Regions from separate parts of the Danio rerio genome. Here region 1 is linked to region 2. The links are chromatin contacts, called in public HiChIP or PLAC-seq maps. All regions are on one chromosome and are shown on one strand. Each heading gives the region's core, a stretch centred on a gene start, on an enhancer-like site or on the middle of the called end of the contact. The rest is flanking DNA. Distances are from core to core; before and after follow the strand shown.

Region 1 (5,531 bases), core at 1,785-4,284, 130 kb before region 2:
CAGTCGCGTGAAAACCGTGTACCACATAAATTGTGCTGTTGCTAAGGCAACGCTATATGGCAAGCCATTTAACATTTAATCGATAAACTCATAGTTTTTATTTTCAAGCGCATAGTACCTATTCTTAGATACAAATATATTTTTCTATTAAGTACTACCAGTGCTTATTCTGTAGAAAGGCTACACATGCTTTTTCTTTGGTTATCAATATCTGGTTTTCAAAATATTAGTACTTACTTATTAGATAGTTGTTTTATTTTTTGAGATACTAGTACTTTTTAGCAGGTACGCAGGTAGCAAAGAATTCTGGCCCAGATTTGGCATAAAGCTGGCACAGCAGGCATTCATCTGGCATGGCTGCAGCATGTGGGCCAAACATGACCTGGGTTTGGCAGAGGTGGCACCGTCTTTAAGGTTGCGCACAATAATTGGGCCAGATATCAAAAGTAGTATTTGGCCCAGATGCTATTAATGCAGGGGTCACCAACCTTTTGGAAACCGAGAGCTACTTCTTGGGTACCGATTAGTGTGAAGGGCTACCAGTTATTAAATAACACATTTCTCTTAATTTACTTTTAATTATATGTTATTATTAATAATTAATAATATTCATCTATGTGAAGACATTAATCATGTTAATGATTTCTCACAGTAGTTGTCAACAATGATTTAACAAGTTAGATAAATATCAATATGCAACACTTCATTTGTCTAAAATTGTTTTTAAAGTTTTTTTTATATATATAACTTAAAGTAATTTTTAAATATACACCAATGCAAGTCTGATTTAAAAAGAATACCTATAAAATATTAGATGCAGCTTACTCATATGTGGTGCTATGGTGAGCTATTTTTAGAACAGGCCCACGGGCAACTCATCTGAACCTGGAGGGCTACCTGGTGCCCACGGGCACCATGTTGGTGACCCCTGTATTAATGGATATGGGCCATGTATGTTTGGCCTATCTTGACCTACATTTAAAATACATTTTTATTATTTTTGAATAAAGGAAAAAAAGTTCTACTAATCAGCATGCTTTGAGAAAAAGCATGCCCATAGTGCACCTAAAGGGCAATGCTTCATGAGTTTATCAATTTCATTGCAGTCGTGACACACCAACATATCTGGCCCAGTCATGGGTTATTAACTGGCTGAGACTTGGTCGATGTTTGGCCCTTGTCTGGAAGTCAGACTTGGTCCAGTCATGTACAGTAATTCATTGCAGCATGTGGGCCAAGCAAAAGCTGGTTGTGTGGGCCAGAGAGATATTTTGCTATGTGGATATTATAGATAGCAGGTACTATCTAGATGCAGACTTGGATTTGAAAGCTGAGACTGCATATCTCAGAATTGCAATGTCAGACACAACGCACTCAATGGGGCTAGTGATGTCACTGTGAGGGGTAGAGTTAAGGCTGGTTTACACTTTTGCATCGAGTGATCGATTTGAGCCATAGTGCCTACCTTGCGCATAGTCATGCATTTATACTTCTGCATGCTGTTTGTGTTGCTCTGCAATAACACTTCTGTAACGCTAGCTGGCAGTAGATTTTTATGTTCCTCTGTGTTGAGTTTCTTCACAGGTGTTTGTTTTTTTCTGAATGCTAAAACTCACTTTTTCAGAGGGCAACGACTTTACAGTGAACACAAATCAAAAGTCTTCATCTGGAGCTCGAACACGGGACTCCACACTTGTAAACAATCGCTCTATCAGGCTCGCAGCATGGCCGCGCTTGTCATTGCTAATAAGCTGACCAATCACAGAGATTGCGCTATGCGACATTGCAACGTGTAGTTACATCTTTTTGAGAGGTGCGCGTCAGCATCAGCGTCAGCCTTGGCGAGGGCTGAAGTATCAGTCAGCCTTTAGGGGTGGGGTTAGGCGCATTAAAAGCATTGCATGCAGCTCAGCTTGCAACTGCATCAAGTCTGCTTTCAGAACCCTCCCACGTTTGTATTATCGTTTCAGCCAGTGATGAAATACCAAGAAGTAGCACATGACTTTAATTTCCACATGGATGAATAAACAGAGATGTAACGGAGTTGGTTAATTTGGTTAGTTTGTGTATTTTCTGTCAGACAAAATCTGTCTACAACTATTGATGTTATTCTCACATTGGGAATTTGTGCTACACAGTTAATTATTTATTAATTAAGGGAGGTTGTTTATGCAAAAATTACAGTTGCAGAGCATTAAAAATCATTTTTAATATAATTATTGAAACGTTAATTTTACCACTCTCATTTGCTATTGGGATGACAAAATAGTAATTCAACAAACAGTTCATAAAAGTTTTATTGATTCATTTTCTTATTAGGTTAGTCCCTTTATTAATATGGAGTCGCCACAGCAGAATGAACTGCCAACCCATCCAGCATATGTTTTACACAACGGATGCCCGTCCAGCCGCAACAAATCACTGCATGGGAAATATCCATACACACTCACTTACACACAAGCCTACACCAATTTAGCCTTTCCAATCCACCTATACTACATGTCTATGGACCCAGAGGAAACCAACGTGAACCTGGGGAGAACACCTCACAGAAACTGACCCAGCCAAGGCTCGAACCCACAACCTTCTTGCTGTGAGGTGATCGTACTACCCACTGTGCCACCATGATGCCCTTTACTGATTTATTTATTTACTTATTTTTTACATTTTTGATTAATATTAGAAATGAAAATTTGTCTAATCAGCCTGATTATTTCCAGGATTTTGTATCACCATAGTCCCTAAATGTATATAAATGCAGGAAATGGGATTTAAATCAAAAACATTTCTCTCATTTTGTGTGTCCCCCTACTATAAAATCAAAGTTGCTACTGGCACTTAAAGTACCATGCAAATAGAAACTAGCGCGCTTTATCAAATACATGTTCAAAAGGCTTGCCATAAGCTCTCTCCATAGGGGGCCCATTCCCACAGATAAAAAAACAGCCTCTAAAATCACGCTCCCCTCTGCTTTGAGCTATCGCGAGACTCCTGCAGGAGCGTACCAGCGGCTTGCAGTGACCTCATCAGCAGCTGCAGAGCGAGGCGGAGCTGCAACTTTTGTATGAACTTCGAAGTTGAATAATTGTGAACGAGACGCAGGGGCCAACGGTGCTGCTGCTGCTGGAGTAGATACAAAAACACGCTGAAAATCCTCCCGGAAAAACAGCAGGAATAACGGCCGCACGCAGACTGCGCTCAGCTGGCGATTATTACGAGGCGGAGAGACGCTCGTGTCGGACTTTTATCGGAAGGTTTTGTTGGAGAAGAGACCGCGCGAGGTGGAGAGGGAGGAAGGTGAGTTCAGATAACATGTCTGTGATTTAACTGACCATGCCAACTTTCAGCCGTGCATATATGTATGTAAAAGCGACCACGGATGTGTTTTCTCGGAGAAATGCGTTTTTGCAGTCTCCAAAAATGCCCGCGTTTGATTCATTGAGCGGCGGTTTAACGAATGATCTCGACTCACCTGATTACCACAGGGAATCAAGATTCAGTCAGAAAGTTGCAGTGAAGGAGATCGTGTTTGATAAATGCTCGCATGGCTGAATGTCAACATAAACAAGCCGCCTTCTGTGTCGTGATTTCTGGTCTTTATCTCATAAAAAAGACAGTGTGATGTGAAGATAGCGAGGTTATAGTGAATAGTTTTGATCTTAACTCCAGATGTGGCATGAACACAGTTCTTTACCACATTACAGCTTCATAAACCTGATGCAAGCATAGCAAATGTGAATCTGACTCGTGTCTTTCATCATTACGAGAGGAATTTGTTAACCAAGGTTAACTAGGAAATAATTAAGAGATACTTTAAAGTGCTTGAATTGTCACAAATGAGCACTTGTCCTTCAGTTTTTATGATTCAGGAAATTTCAGGCATTTTTCTTTTCCTTTCAAAATTCTTTGTAGATTTAGAAAATATCATGGAGATGTATTGCAGTTTTAAGTAATAGGCATCATTTCACAAATGAACACTTGTCCTTCAGTTTTTTGTGATCCAGAAAATATTCCTGTTATGTGGTGATGTCATGATGCTGAAAAATGAAGTTCTAACTATTAAAAGTCACAATGATTTATATCATTTTAAGGCTCTCTGTCTGTGATATTTGAGAACAAAGGCAAAAAGTAGCGAGCCTCCTTTCTAGAGCTAGACTTTTGGCCTTTACAGGCTCACTCCCAACTCCAATATCTATGGAATCTGCTGCATTCTCACAGTATCAGATCAGGTGTCCAAGTGGAGGAGTCGATGGGCTGCAGATCACATTGCATTTATTATGCATAACATTTTGTCACGTCGCAATTGTGAGGTCTGTGTTGTAGGTTGACTAATGGCCCTTCACTCAGATTTCTCCCTGTAAGGGCTTCACTGATTTGTCATTTGCATGTCTTTTCTTCGTTGTGTGGGTGGTGTGTGCTCACTGTGTATTGGCCGGGCTCTAAATGCAGTTCGTGTGGGGGTGGGTTTGAAGAGCCGGTCCATGATTGAAGTGCTTTCTGGCATTCTTTTTTTAACTTTGGATGTATGGAAGATGCAGAACATCTCTGAAATGACCATGATGGAGCTTTAGGTTTATGTCATCACATTCCTGAGATGTAGCTGTTGCTGTGTCTTTAAACAGAAATGCTACTGATTTTGCTTAGTCTAAAAGGAGTTAATCAGACCATTGTTACACTTTGACTTTATTGATGTTAGATCCACCTGTGGAGTAGCATGGATCTTTTAGAAATCACCTGTTACGTATTTTTTGGCGGATAAACAGTGCTCCATTTGTTCCTTGATTCTGATAAGGTCAGTAGCAAGCAGATATCTCCCTAATTTGTAAAACTTAGTAAGATTTCATGTTTTCTTTCCCCAGCCTCTATCTAAGAATGCCAAGGATGCAGCTATCTGCAGGCAGTGTCGCATTTCCAATATTAAGTAGCCTATTGAAAGGGAGTGTGTAGGTGGACACGCACATGTTGTGAAACATGTAGAAAAAGGAAATGTGTGAGGGAAAAAAGACGCCTGGGTGGATGATTGGCAGTGGAGGGATTATCAAGAGTTTTTCACATGTAGAGTGGCTCCAGATTCTATAGATACTGGTTGGATTGAGGTTGAACAAACAAGGTTTTATCATTGCCTCGGGCTTAGCAAATTATGTGTGTGTTTGTTCTTTTAGCAGCCTTTCGTGTTGTTCTTCTATATGCTGTTGCTATGGAAGTTGGGTTAATCTTGTCTGTTTTATGGTTATGCAAGTGTGTTTTTTAAGATTTGTATGCCGGTAACCTCTGAATCCAATTTTATAACAAGTCTGCATCAGATGTGATCTAATTTATCAGATGACGGTCCTGCATTTTAATGCGGAGCACATCCATTGAAATGGAATGTATGATGTAATGGCTTATACCTGTGTTTGTCCAGGCTTACTTGTATTATCTAATGCAGTTTGGTATTATAGATCCTCAAATGCACATTGCTGTTTGGACAACTTCTTAAAAAGATTAGTTCACCCAAAAATGTAAAAATGTATTAATTTTTTTATTTGAAT
Region 2 (5,567 bases), core at 474-2,973:
TCTCCCCAGACACTTCTTTCAGCTCCTTCTGGGGAGATCCCAAGGCATTTTCAGGCCAGCCAAGCGACATATTCCCTCCAGCGTGTCCTGAGTCTTTCCCATGGTCTCCACCCGGTGGGACATGCCTGGAACACCTCCCTAGGTAGGTGTCCTGGAGGCATCCGAAACAGTTGCCCGAGCCACCTCAGCTGACTTTTTCCGATGTGAAGAAGCTGCGACTCTACTTCGACCTCCTGCCGGATGACAGAGCTCCCTACACTATCTAAAAGAGTGCACCCTGCCACCCTGTGAGAGAAACTCATTTCGGCCGCTAGTATCCAAGATATTGTCATTTCAGTCATGACCCAAAGCTCAAGACTATAGGTGAGAGTATTAACCTAAATTGGCTGGTAAATCCAGAGCTTTGCCTTTCAACTCCGCTCCTTTACCACAACGGACTAGTACATCGACCACATTACTGCTGCCACTGCACCAGTCCACCTGTCAATCTCACATTCCATCTCTCCCTCACTCGTCAACAAAACTCCAAGATACTTGAACTCCTCCACCTGGGGTAAGGACCTTCCTCCAACCTGGAGATGGCAGCCTTTTTCTGGTAGAGCACTATGGCCTCGGACCTGGAGGTTCTGATCCTCATCCCAGCCGTGTCGCACTTGGCAGCAAACCGCCCCAGTACATGCCTAAGATCCCTGTTTGAAGAAACCAACTGAACAACATTGTCTGCAAATAACAGAAATGAAATCTTTTGGTCCACAAATTGGACCCCCTCTAGCCCAAGGCTGCTCTTTAAAATTCTCTCCATAAAAATTATGAGCAGAATTGGTGACAGGGCAGCCCTGATGGAGTCCAACATGCACTGGAAACAAGTCTGACTGTTTGTCAATTCAAATTTAATGTAACCCTTTGTCTTATTGTTAAAAGTTAACTGAAATGAAATGTTAAAATTATATGGCATAAATTAATAAGATTTTGTTTAATTGCAAGTACTGTCACCCGACAGTGCAGAGACTTTGGTGAGCAAATCGAGTCAAAGGCTGATTCTGCTTGACTTGTGTGTACAGCATTGAACTCCACTGTTAGAATTGTTTGTTTTTATTGCATTAACTTACAATTTAAAAAGTTATACTGCATTAGTTAACATGATTTGAAATATTTTTTTCTATTTAATTTGACATATGAAATAAATTAGGAAATTACCCATGTCAACTTTAATGTAATATAGTTTGGTATATTTACCTTCGGCCCACAGCTCTCAACAATATTTGGTTTTTGGCCCTTCATTCAAAACACCTGATCTACACAGCAGAAGACCTACAAAAAAAATATATATATTTTTTGCGGAACCAAGACTTTTTGTTTTTCTATAGCATTGCTGGAACTTTTCGTTTTAGTAAATAGTCAAAAAAAAAAACGTTGGGGTTTATATCATTTAATCTTAAACCCTAATCCTAACACCCGCTGTTTTTCTAATTAATTTTAATGTTTTATAGATGTACTAATGAGACAAATACAGGGATTAGAGGGGATTACTCAATTGACTGTAACCACATGACCAAATTTAAATTGATCTGTCTGCAAAAACTCTCTTATCAAACAAATACATGTTTCAGAATAGCTTGCCAGAAATACAGAGGGAGACACTCCACCCCCAAAACCCCCACCCACTGTTATCCTCCCTCCCTGTTTCTGACACTCTCTCACACTCAGCTGCACACATGCCAGGATCCTTCCTCACACTGTACCTGAACACTCCACTCCAGTCCACGCAGCGACCACCCACGCCGGTCTCCAGTGCGCGAGAGAGGCGGACAGAGTGGAAGAAACCCCCCGCTGAGTCTCTTCATCATTTTTTCCTCACCAACACCCCATCATCATCCTCCTCATCCCAGACCCTTCTCGCCAGTTAGATCATGAACCTGCTCTTTTCTGGTTGCTAAGGAGGAGGAAATCGAGCTTCGGGAGTGGACGAGGCGGTACTTACAAAGGTATTGCGCTCTTTCAGTCAGCAGTTGTTTGTGTGTGATTGTGCTGCTGTAAACTTATAGCAATATTCGGACCCGCAGGAGTGATCAATTGTCATGTCCAGTGCTGGATTCGAGTGGCTCCCGAAGTGCTGGTGAGTTTGAAGTGAATCATCCTGTCGCCTCGCGCTCCCTGCTGTGCGCGCGCGTGTCTTTCAGTGACAGGGTTTTTCTGCCTCTATATTCGGCATCGCGCTCTGTGGAGTGCTGTGTGAATTGGGACCGGTGCTCCTGCGGGAATTGCGCTCTGAAAGCAGCTGTTTGTCTTTTTTTTTAAATAGCTGCACATGTTTGTAGTGCAATGCGGCTCTAGAAAATCATGCCCACGCGCAAATTAATAACATTTCTACCTTTAGGTTCGCTGGTGTTGATCACTAACAGCTGTTATGAGCGCGCGCGCCGCTCCTCGTGTGGACGGTGTGGAAAAGCAATCCAGGGTTACTGAAAATAAGTCAGCATATTGTTTAAGAAGAGCAGACGATTGAGTCTTTTATGTTTGTGTATGTGTCTGTGGAACTCGTGCAGTTGATACACAGCAATGGACACCAAATGTGTGTAGGCTATATTTCTTTATATGTTTTGAGCAACTAAGACACTTTCCATTTCTTTAAATTGAGATAAGTCGATGATAAAAACCATCTTAAAATTTTCTAGGAAAGTTTTTGGTGATGTTTTAAGACCATTTGAGTTCATGTTTGTATTTATTGATGGTTTTATTTGGTCGAGTAATGTTTTGTAATGCGTCATTCGCTTACGAGCTCTAATACTAAAACGGGTAGTAAGTAAGCTACTTCTATGTGTTATTGTTTTTAAAAGAAATACATGTAGCTGTATAGAAAGTTGTGTATGTCGACATACCTGCTTTGTTATCTGAATCTAAAAACCAGTCTGTTTTTGTTGACTCCATTTATGACTGGTCGATTAAATCGCTTTCTGAGCTACCAATTAGACGTGTGGAAAGCTGAATTCCTCCCCGGTCAAAGCAAATGACACCTAAGGAACCTTACCGATTTTAAGCCATTAAAAGGGCTAAAGCACTTAGACCTCGTGTAAAATCGCAGGCTATTATACCAGAAAAAATTGTTTACAACCTGTTTTACTGTAGCCAATTGTTTTCTGACATGTTAGAATTGGCGCGAATTGTGACACTTGAGCACAGTGTTGCCAGATATAGGCTAGTTGACTTTTTCCAGCCCAAAAGCTGTCCAAAACCTGCCAAAACGAACAAAACCTTATTAAATTGAAAATAGTCACATTCATATTTTATTTTGTTTGATTTAAATTAATCTAGTTACGTAAACTGTAATAATTTTTACTCATACAGCAACCAACACCAGCCGTCACAGAACCACAAAATAACTGAATCACATCGAAAGACTGTCCCCCTCTCACCCACACACTTTGTGTAGATTACACTACTCATGAAGAGTATGTTTTACCTTCGAAATGGGTTATGAATCCATCCTATTACAGTTTTTTTTATTTATACATAATTAGGTCCTGTTTGTCAATTAGTTCTTGCTGTCAATTATTGAAAAAAAATAAAAATCAATAAAAGTGTCATGTAGTGTCACGCTGCGAAGGGGAGTCAGATTTGTCCGGGGAGTCAGATTTTGATACAACTTTCCTTCACTCTTGCGAGTGGGCCCACACGGTTTGTGCTATGCATTGTCACAACTAACTGAATGGAGTAGGACACATAATTGCTTTGTTGAATAAGTTGCATATAAAAGTTATGTTTCAAGGTGTCAAACCACCCTGCCATTTTTTTACCCACATAAATTTAAAACCTCCTTATTGGCTGGGAATTGGGAAACCGCCCAATCTGGCAAGACTGGAATTTTAGAAAAAGTTTTTTTTAAAAAAATAAATTCCCTCCTATTTAAAACTGTGCTTCTACTGCACAGCACATGTAAAGGATAACAACAACAACAACAAAAAACTCAGTAAAATGTTATTGGTTAATTCTCAAATGCATCATCAACATGTTCAAATTCAATGTGTGAAAGTAAACAACAATTGAGAACTAGGGCAGTCCTCTGTGTGGCTCTTACAATAGCACCCCTTTTTTTAAATAATTTCTTTCCTCAGTGAAACACATTTTATGCATTTTTATGAATAGCCAGACCTTTTTTTCAAACTATGACAGTGAATATGAATTATCGAACCGCTAAAAGGGCTAAAAATCAGCATAAATTAGATCATTATTTTCCAAGAATTTAACTATTGTAATAATTTGACATCACTTTTGGGAATATTCACCGTTGCCTTATCTCTCATATCTCATTCAGCCTACACAGGCAATAGTAGATATTTAACCTTCCTGTCGTGTTCTGGTCAAATCTGACAAATTTACAACTTCAAACACACTAAATATTGTGTTTTACATCAGATTGCCTCAAGGCCTTATGCTATCCTTCACACTATGCATTTAAACATTGCATGCAGCTTTCATTGATTGTTCTCAGTCAAAAGTGATGGCCATAGAAAATGAATGGGTATCTAGACTGTATTCATCTATCAGACAGAAAAAATCCCCACATACTGTACACCACCCCAACTCAATCACTTACTCACTATTTGTATTTTCACTGCTGTTATTTTATCTCTAATTCTATAAATTCATGTTAAACACTACTTTGAGACATTGTTCACAGCTGAAGAATGTTGAGTAAAAACTTGGTTTTAAATTTTTTTAAACATTTAAAATGGACTGGCCAATTTTGACCAGGAATACTGAGGTAAGGGGCGAGAGGTGAACATGACTGGAAGGCTAATTCATTGTCTGGGACCTGTTCTGGGACTCATTCCTTTTCTGTTGTGCCCGTTCCCCACAGACACAGAAAGAGAGACCCAGCAATCAAGCATGGCTCAGGCCTCTCAGGACCAAGGTGCGGTGGGCATAGCCGACCCAGATGAGGACTCACCCAACATGATTGCATACAGGAAGGTACTGTCACTTTGCCTTTACATTTGACATGCTTTGGATTCGCTATCTTTAAAGTCTTGTCAGCAGGTTAATGCTTGAAAGCGAAAGGATTTTAGTCAGCAAATATATATACAATGAGGGCATGGCTGATGCACAGTCATGAGTATTGCTTGCTACTAGATTTGAATTTGAATGAGCTTATTTGCCTGTTTGCTGGTGCATTGTTATCCCTTGATATTTGTTCATCTTCCTTGCGTATAGAATATTTCATTCCCTCCCTGACCCTCACGGTCACTGTGAGTAAAAAGAAGCTGCTTAATCTGTATAAAAGCATCTGCTTGGAAGCATATATAACCATGAAGTGTTCATTTGTAATGCAGAGAATTTATGGATGTGCAATTTTTATCCTCGCTGTGTCTCAGTGTTAAACCACTGCTCCTAATGGCAGAAACATTGCATGAGAACGACACATACATTTGCCATGTCAGTTTGCCATATTCAATCATGTGGCACACTTGTGATGAATTCTGAACTTCGTGGAGCAAATAGCTGTCAGGGATTGATGAATTTCACAGTGCTAGCATCCCCCAACATCTCGATCAAGTCATAAACCCATA

What was found. HiChIP or PLAC-seq counts read pairs in DNA pulled down with a chosen protein or histone mark.
Region 1: an H3K4me3 HiChIP or PLAC-seq map of gastrula embryo shows a contact between it and region 2, with 3 times the contacts expected there. The contact joins the promoter of sipa1l1 here to the promoter of rgs6 in region 2. A contact is called at or near these places in 2 of 4 datasets of contacts at active chromatin or transcription factors (embryo and gastrula embryo).

The regions. Positions count from the first base shown.
Region 1 is chr20:31,502,255-31,507,785 of GRCz12tu, reverse strand. sipa1l1 (signal-induced proliferation-associated 1 like 1) reads left to right here and starts at 3,034. Exons shown (of 21, transcript NM_001281792.1): 1 at 3,034-3,297.
Region 2 is chr20:31,373,529-31,379,095 of GRCz12tu, reverse strand. It overlaps rgs6 (regulator of G protein signaling 6), which reads left to right and starts at 1,723. Exons shown (of 18, transcript NM_001035263.2): 1 at 1,723-1,985; 2 at 4,859-4,971. The coding sequence starts at 4,888. It overlaps LOC141379283 (a long non-coding RNA gene), which reads right to left and starts at 2,213. Exons shown (of 3, transcript XR_012395806.1): 1 at 1,743-2,213.